2 separate regions of the Sus scrofa genome follow, and region 2 is linked to region 1. Evidence: chromatin contacts called from public Hi-C data. All regions are on one chromosome and are shown on one strand. The core of a region is the stretch at or near the end of the contact, and the rest is flanking DNA. Distances in the headings are between cores, read along the strand shown.

Region 1 (4,066 bases), core at 1,138-3,637:
CTTTGGCTACATACCATATAGCAAATAAATGGTAGCAAAACATGCTACTTTGTCTGTCTGTTTTACACATCCAGTTCCCAACCTCCCAGTTTCTGATCTCCACCAACTCTGTCTCTGAGCCCCCTCTGACCGTGGAGGTGGAGATGGTGGGTTTTGAGTTTTACTGGGCTCACCCAGTCACTCTTCCCAGCTCAGACTCTTGCCTCTTGATGTCCAGGGCTGGACCAGGGCAGGATGGAGGGCTGCAAGGCTTTTAGAACCTGCCACTTCAGAGGCACTTGGCTGCAGCCGCAGGAGGATGGAGTGAGGCAAGACTCAAGCAACTTCTGAAAGCAGCTTTTGCGCAAGGCCCAAAATGGGGTTAAGGGGATGGGAGTCTCCCACTTGCTGTGTTGAGCCCTGCTGGGGCTTGACACAGGGTGCTAGGGGAGCCGCTGGAGGAGGAGTACCCGGGCTTAGGCCCAACAGGGAAAATCTCCAAGGCTCAGCACTGCCAGACCCAGCAGGATATCTAAGAGGTTGCCAAGGGCTATTGTCCACTCTTATTTGTGATAGATGGAGGCACCGAGGGAGCCAGTTTAAGAGCCAGTGGGCAAGAGCAGACCTGGTGAGGTCTCAGGCTGAACTTGGCTGGGGCTTGGGTGTAGTAGGTTCGGCACCTGGCTCTATCTGAGCAGATGAAAAGATGAGAAGCTTTGAGTTGAGTGTGTTCTGTGTGAACTGGGGAGGTCATGCTCTATGTAAAGTGCACAACCAATGCTTCACCCAGATAATTATTTGCAATAAGGAAATGTAGGCCCAGTAATGGCCTGATCTTACATTAACAAAAATAGCTAACACATAGCACTCTCCTGCCAGGCCCTATTCTAATCACTTTACATTTGTTAACTCATTTATATAACAATTCTATATAAAGTAGATATTATTTCTACCCCTACTTTTATTTCTCCTTTTTTTTTTTTTTTTTTTTGTATTTTCTTGGGCCGCACCCGTGGCATATGGAGGTTCCCAGGCTAGGGGTCTAATCCGAGCTGTAGCCACAGACCTACGCCAGAGCCATAGCAATGCGGGAATGCGGGATCCAAGCCACATCTGCGACCTACACCACAGCTCAGGGCAATGCCAGAACCTTAACCCACTGAGCGAGGCCAGGGATCGAACCCGCAACCTCATGGTTCTTAGTCGGATTTGTTAACCACTGAGCCACAACAGGAACTCCTTCTTTTTTTTTTTTTTTTTTTTTTTCTCTTTTGGCCATCTGGCTGCACATAGAGTTCCCAGGCCAGGGATCAGATCTGAGCTGTGCAGTTTCGCCACAGGCAGCAGCTGCAGCAATGCCAGATCCTTTAACCCACTGTGCCTGGCTAGGGATGGAATCCTCATCCTGGTGCTGCAGAGATGCCCCGGATCCTGTTGGTCCACAGTGGGAACTCCTACTACCTCTCTTGTAATATGGGGAAACGGGCACAGAGAGGTTAACTTCTCAAGTTCACCCAGGTAAAGTAAATCTAGGATTTGAACCCAAGTGATCAGTACTGAGTCTGTGCTCATGAATTTTCAAAGGTTTTAAGTGAAGTATTCAGACTTTAACAAGTTGGAAATGAATTCAAATGAATTTTAAAATGTTGAATGAGCCAAATGTGCTAAAAAGTTGCTAGAGGAGCTCCATGATAGGGATTATAATGATCGTGATAGGTGACTTTTGAGTGCTTTCTTGTGCCAGGCACTTTACATGAATGATCACATTTTAGTATCTCCATTTTTCTTTTTTTTTCTTTTTAGGGCTATCCTCGCCCCATATGGAAGTTCCCAGGCTAGGGGTCAAATCCCAGCTGTAGCCGCCGGCCTGCACTACAGCCACAACGTCAGATCCCAGCCGCATCTGTGATCTACACCACAGCTCACGGCAACGCGGGGTCTTTAACCCACTGACAGAGGCCAGGGATTGAATTTGAGTCCTCAAGGATGCTAGTCAGGTTCGTTTCCGCTGAGCCACGGGAGGGGTATTTCCTCACTTTCCAAAAGGGAAAACCCAGGCTTAGAGCTTCCCGTGGTTGCCCAGCTATTATTTAACGACTGCAGCGTTTACGCTTTTAATCCCTGGGGCTAGGAGTGAGTTCCACAAGGAAAAGGGGTACAAATCAAGCGTCTTCCAGCAACGCTGAAACCTTTACAATTCCTCGGCCACCCCTAGGCGCGGGAGCAACCTTTCAAACTCTGCAAAAGGCTCTGCGTAGGCCCCGCCTACCCCTCGCTGGGTTTTCTCCCGCTTGCGCGTAAGGAGTGCCGCTCGTGATTGGCCGCGATCCTGCCGTGGGCACGCCTCCTCCTCTCGGGTTCCCGACTGGGGGAGGCCTACACAGCACCGCCCCTCGGCTGCCGGAGCAATCGGAAGGAGGCATGGCGGCCGCCGGGGCTGCGGCTACGGACTTAGGTGCGGTAGCGTTCGGGTGGGGGGCTGTGGCTCGCGGATGCGGGGGTGGGGAATGTGGTGTGCCAGAGATCCCTCGGACTGGGGGTCGGGGTTCGCCTCAGACAGGATCTCATCAGCTACGGGCCCCGGCCCCTCGCACAGGAATCCCTGGGAAAGCAGGTGGAGAGGCTCGGAGTACCTGGGGCTCCTCCGCGTCGGGTGTGGGCCGGCACCTGAGCCCACTTCTGGCGCCTCAGTGGATCTCCTCGTACTCCCAGAGGTGGTCCGCGGCAAGCGCGCCGCACTCTTCTTCGCTGCGGTGGCCATCGTGCTGGGGCTGCCGCTCTGGTGGAAGACCACGGAGACCTATCGGGCCTCGTTGCCTTACTCTGAGATCAGTGGGCTGAATTCCTTGCAGGTAAAACCTCGGTGGTGGTGGGTCAGGCGACAGCCCACCGGCAAGGTAGAGACTCAGCTGATGACCTTGCTGCTTCTTCTTGCAGCTCCGGCTCATGGTGCCCGTCACTGTCGTGTTTACCCAGGAGTCAGTGCCATTGGACGACCAGGAGAAGCTGCCCTTCACCGTTGTGCATGAAAGAGAGATCCCTCTGAAGTGTGAGTTCCCAGGGAGGGGACTGCGGAGTCAGGGTAGCTTTTCTGGTGTGAGCTCAGGCCACAGATAAGTTGGATAGGAGGAGAGTATGTATCCCGTAAAGGTAATTAAAAACTTACTGAGGAGTTCCCATTGTGGCTCACCTGAAACGAATCTAACTAGTATCTATGAAGGTGAGTGTAAGATCCCTGGCCTCACTTAGTGGGTTAAGGATCCGGCATTGTCATGAGCTGTGGTGTAGGTCACAGATCCGGCTTGGATCCCACGTTGCTGTGGCTGTGTCATAGGCTCCAGCTGCAGCTTCAAGTAGACCCCTAGCTTGGGAACCCCTATATGCTGTGGGTGCGGCCCCCCCAAAAAAGCAAAAAACCCCAACTCGTTGAAACTTATTGAAATGCCTCTCTGAATGAACAGTATTTGGGGTTAGAAGAAAAGCATCTTTGAATTGTGTTCATCATTAACTTCTATTTATAAAATAGCTATGCTACCTGATCAGAAGCAGTTGATGCTTATTTGGGGATAGGGGAGGAAGTGAGATATAGTGGAATGATCTCAGAGTTTGGAATCAGTTTGGACTGTTATACAGGATTTATTCATTTTAACATTGAACACTTTCTGAGTGTTATGTACTTTTCTTAGGTATCGGGGATTTGGGGATGAATAAGAAATTGATGTTGGTTTCAAGAAGTTCATAGGTAGGGGAGAGAGACACTTAAATCACAGCAGAAGTATGTAAGTATATAGGAAACAGATTGTACTTAAAAAAGAGGCTATAACTATCTGGGAGGAAAGAAAGGAAGGGCAAGTTTCAAGGACTGTAATTTTTAAGCTCAATTTTTAAAGGATGTGTAGGAAGTCAGGTTAAATGAAGATGGGGAGGGAGGGAATTAGTATTAGCCAGGAATAGTGATAGCTAATGTCAGTTGTTCATTATATACCAGAAACTAGGTGAAGCGCTTTACATGTGTTGCCTCTTTAATCCTAGTGTTATGATCCCCGTCTTAAGTCTCTTTTGTCTCCTTTATTATATATCACTTTCC
Region 2 (4,066 bases), core at 749-3,248, 300 kb before region 1:
TCAGACAGTCATTGCATAAGACATATTAATAATTATAATGAGACAATAGTAATTACAGCTAACCTTTACTATACTCCATAGCTCTAATATCCAAAACAGGGGCTGGTCTACAATAGGTGTGAATAAATGTTTGATGTTTAAACAGAGGAACAGGACTTGAGCTAGTAGAAAAGGTGGAGAGAGACAGAATTGTTCCAGGCTAGAGACACAGCATAATCAAAATCTGGAAGATGAGGATTTATAAGGAGTTTGGACGGAGAAGAGGCAGCTTGCTGTTAGAAATGAGTTATGTTGGGAGTTCCTATTGTGGCTTAGCAGTTAAGGAACTCAACTAGAATCCATGAGGATGCAGGTTCGATTCCTGGCCTTGCTCAGTGGGTTAGGGATCCTGCGTTGCCATGAGTTGTGGTGTAGGTTGCAGTTGAGGCGTGGATCTGGCAGTTGCTGTGGCTCCAATTTGACCCCTAGTCTGGGAACTTCCTTATGCCACAGGTGTGGCCCTAAAAAGACAAAAAAAAAAAAAAAAAAAAAAGAAAAAGAAATGAGTTAGCTTGGCTTGTGGGGCCCTGAATGCCTGGTAAATCTTACCCTGGTTCCCCTGGAATTGGACTCTGTTCCCTCCTCCCTTCTAACCCTGTTCTTGCTGCTTTTACCATGAGCCCTTACCCACTCTTCTCCCTCTCCTTCCTTTCTTCCTGTTCCCAGGTCCCGTCAACTCAGAGTTGTTCCTACGCCACGTTCCCAGATGGCTACGCCCACTTTTGTGCCCACTGGCTTGGCTGGTGCTGCGGGCACCACGAGGGGGTGCCCAGACACCTCTGTACTGCGCTCTGCAGGAGGGCATTGAGCCCCTCAGTGGGAGATACTTTGCCAACTGCCATGTGGAAGAGGTGCCCCCAGCCGCCAGAGACGACCGGGCAGCCCATCGGCTGTGGGAGGCCAGCAAAAGGCTGGCAGGGCTTGAGCCAGGGGAAGATGCTGAATCTGATGAAGAGCCCCAGCCTGTGGACCCAGGAGTCCCATCTTCTCTGAGCAGCCCCCACCCTGAGGAGCCCGCAGCTTCTGAACCCTACACCAGCCCTCAGAGTTCACCAGACTTGTCCAAGGTCACACGCCGAATTCCAGTTAAAGCTGAACCAGAGCCCCAAGCCTCCTAACCTCCGGGCTGGGAAGCTTTCTAAGGCTCTGGGTGATCCTTGAAAGCCTTAGCCATGTACCAGGCTATGGTCATGCACTGGACACTGAGGTGGTTGAGATTTTTACCTCCATGGTCACTTTGTGGGGGCTTCAAGGTATATGTCCTGGAGAGCTCTTTTCCTGGTTGAAGGAAATAAAGGGTGATGATTTCTTCCTGAGAGTGACAGTAAGCCCGGGGGGCGGGGAGGGGGGGCGGTTGTGCCAGATGCTGCTCCTCAGGAATTTGAATTTCTTATCTCCAGGCTCTACCCTGAGGAACACTCAGCCCTGGATGATGGAGGCCTGGGCATTTTTAATCTGATGCACCATCAGTATGGAGAATTGTTCAGTTGTGCCCTTTGCGATCACCTAGTTACATTATTCCCACTTTCCAGAGGCGGGACTAGGCAGCCAGAGAGGGAACTCGTTCCGGATCTCCGCTAGAAAGAGCAGGGACTGAGATCGGAGCCCAGGCCCAGGCGGGCTGACTCCAGGGCCCACCCCTGTAAGGTGGGTGCTGGGAGGCGAGGCGGGGCGTGGCAGTTGTTATCCAGGCTCCCCAAGGAACGCCTTCAGGACTGCTTGAGGGCCGAGCCCCCACGATGCCAGCTCTGTGTAATACAACCACTTGAAGAGCTCCCTGATGGCACAGCAGGTTAAGGATCCTGCGTTGTCACTGCTGCGACCCGGGTTCGATCTCTGGCCTGGGAACTTCCACAGGCCGGGCAGGCTGGGCCAAATACTTTGAAAATTAAAATCGAGCGTGTTGACAGCCTGGCTCGGGCCGCCTCCCTCCACACGCCGGCCCCGCCCTCCGCCGCCACACTTCCGGCGAGGCTGCGGCCGCGGAGGGGCGCCGGCGGGCGGCCGCTGGGGGTGGCGGGATAGGCTGGGCGCGGCCGGCGGTGCGGGCCCGCTGCTGCTGTCCAGGTCTCGGCGGCCCCCCGAGGGCCCTCCGTCCCTCCGGCGCCATGGGCAATTGCCACACGGTGGGGCCCAACGAGGCGCTGGTGGTTTCAGGTGAGGGGGCGGCGGGGGAGGGGGGCCGGAGACGTTTGGGGCGGGGGGCCGTGCCCGGGAGGGCGGGGACCGGGCTGGGCAGCGGACGGGGAGGGGCTCCGCGGGTGGGGGGCAGCGCGGGAGGTGGGGCCTGAGTCCGCGGCTTCCCGGGCCGCACCTGAGACCCTTTCAGGAGGGACCCCTGTGCTCCACCTTCCTGCCCCGCGTTCTCGGGCACTCGCCGGGCTCTCCCCCCGCCTTCCCCCGCTGCGTGTTTGCCGGTGTTTATTCCCTCCTTCCTTCGTCTCCTCCCCTAGCAGGGTCGCCCCTGTGGCCTAGGGGGTCCTGAACTGAAGCCTTGGGGTTCCGGGAACACAGTTTGGCTGGATGCCAGCGCCCGGGACTAGGGTGGGTCACGCAGCCTTGGAAGGCAGGTGCCCATCTGGGCACAGACCCGTTAATTCCCAGCAGGCTGGGGCGTGCTGGTTTATTGGCACTGCCCGCCTGGGAAACGCGGGTGCGGCCTCTACAGGTTGCGAAACCGGGCTCTGGGCTGTGTCGCTCAGGTTGCAAAATGCTGCAGGCTCCAGAATTTCTGTGAGCTTAGGTGGGGCCGGGGGACTGCAGTATTGGGGAGATGAGAGGGATCTTGTCCTAAGGCTGCTGTGTATGTTGTATATTTGGGAATTTGAGGAAGAGGCTGGAGCCTTTCAAGCCATCAATTTGTGCAGCCCAAGCTCACAGGTGCTGGGGAGAGGGCCTGTTTCCTGACAGCTTGGAGGCCTGTAGCTGCAGGAATCCCTCCTGTCTTTACTTCCCACTGTCAGTGTGGATTCTCCGCCTGTGCACAGAGTCGTTAGGGCTGGCTCTAGAATTGAGCAGAAGAGGGTGTGCTGGGCCAGGGCAGGAAGCTGTCCACCTTTGAGAGGTGTGATGAATCCATTGGAAACTTTCACCCCAGAACATGGCCTCTGGCTCAGTGTGGATCTCAAAATTGATTTCCCTGGGACAGGAAATCCCCACTCTCCCTCACTAAGACCTTACCCCTGTGGGGGAATTTAAGATTCTTTACCTCCCTGAAAACCAGAGCTAGCCGTAAGGTCACTAGGGAGACCCCCAGAGAGCACTGAGGCCAAACCTACACCTCTGTAAGACCTGGGCCAGGGGTTCCCGCCTGCCTTGGTGCAATGGGTCAAGAATGCCACCCAAGTCGCTGTGGAGGCACAGGTTAGAGCCCCATCCAGGCACAGTGGGTTTAAGGATCCAGCATTGCTGCAGCTGTGGCATAGGTCGCAGCTGTGACTTGGATTCAATCCCTGGCCAGAGAACTTCCATATGCCTTGGGTACAGCCATAAAAACAAAAACAAAAGACCTGGGCCAGTCTCCCAGCCCCCACCCCTAGAGAAGCTTGTAGAAACCCCAATCTGAGCCACACTGCACTTGGTTTTGCTTGTGGAGTTTCTTTCTAGAAGCCCAGACTCTGGGCCAAGGAGACAAAATCTCCGCTCTCGTCCTTGTAGAGACCCTTGAGACTGGAGGCAGGAGGAAACCCTGCACTGTGCCTTCCAGTTGCCAGGAACCTGGTCCCCTGGCCAGTGGCCAAAGCAGGGCTGGCTTAGAAGCTGTTTTAATGGTGTGGAGAGGAGGCGTGCTGAGAATTAAGAGTGCTGGAGTCAAGGGAGGGTGGAAGAGAAGAGAGAGAGATAATGCCCGGCATAATAGAACCTTGGGATTTGACATAATCATGCTAAGATGCAGCTCCCTTGTACTCGTGGCCTCCCTGCCCTGCCCCCACCTGGTTACCTGAGCCTGCCTCTAAGTCCAGGGGTATCTCACACAGCCCACTTTCAGAAGGAGGATGCTGATACAGTTCACCATTATCTTTTTCAC

Evidence for each region. Hi-C and Micro-C count contacts between places; a contact is called where the count stands out from the background.
Region 2: a contact with region 1 is called in a Hi-C map of liver, with 1.8 times the contacts expected there. The contact joins the promoter of FLOT2 here to the promoter of PIGS in region 1. A contact is called at or near these places in 1 of 5 promoter capture datasets (fetal liver) and 1 of 47 Hi-C or Micro-C datasets (liver).

What each region holds. Positions count from the first base shown.
Region 1 is chr12:44,819,354-44,823,419 of Sscrofa11.1, reverse strand. PIGS (phosphatidylinositol glycan anchor biosynthesis class S) reads left to right here and starts at 2,387. Exons shown (of 12, transcript NM_001244339.1): 1 at 2,387-2,434; 2 at 2,692-2,831; 3 at 2,917-3,028. The coding sequence starts at 2,401. It overlaps ALDOC (aldolase, fructose-bisphosphate C), which reads left to right. Exons shown (of 9, transcript NM_001243928.1): 9 at 1-44.
Region 2 is chr12:45,118,435-45,122,500 of Sscrofa11.1, reverse strand. FLOT2 (flotillin-2) reads left to right here and starts at 1,998. Exons shown (of 11, transcript XM_021067496.1): 1 at 1,998-2,196. The coding sequence starts at 2,148. DHRS13 (dehydrogenase/reductase SDR family member 13) reads left to right here. Exons shown (of 5, transcript XM_021067495.1): 5 at 706-1,355. The coding sequence ends at 1,157.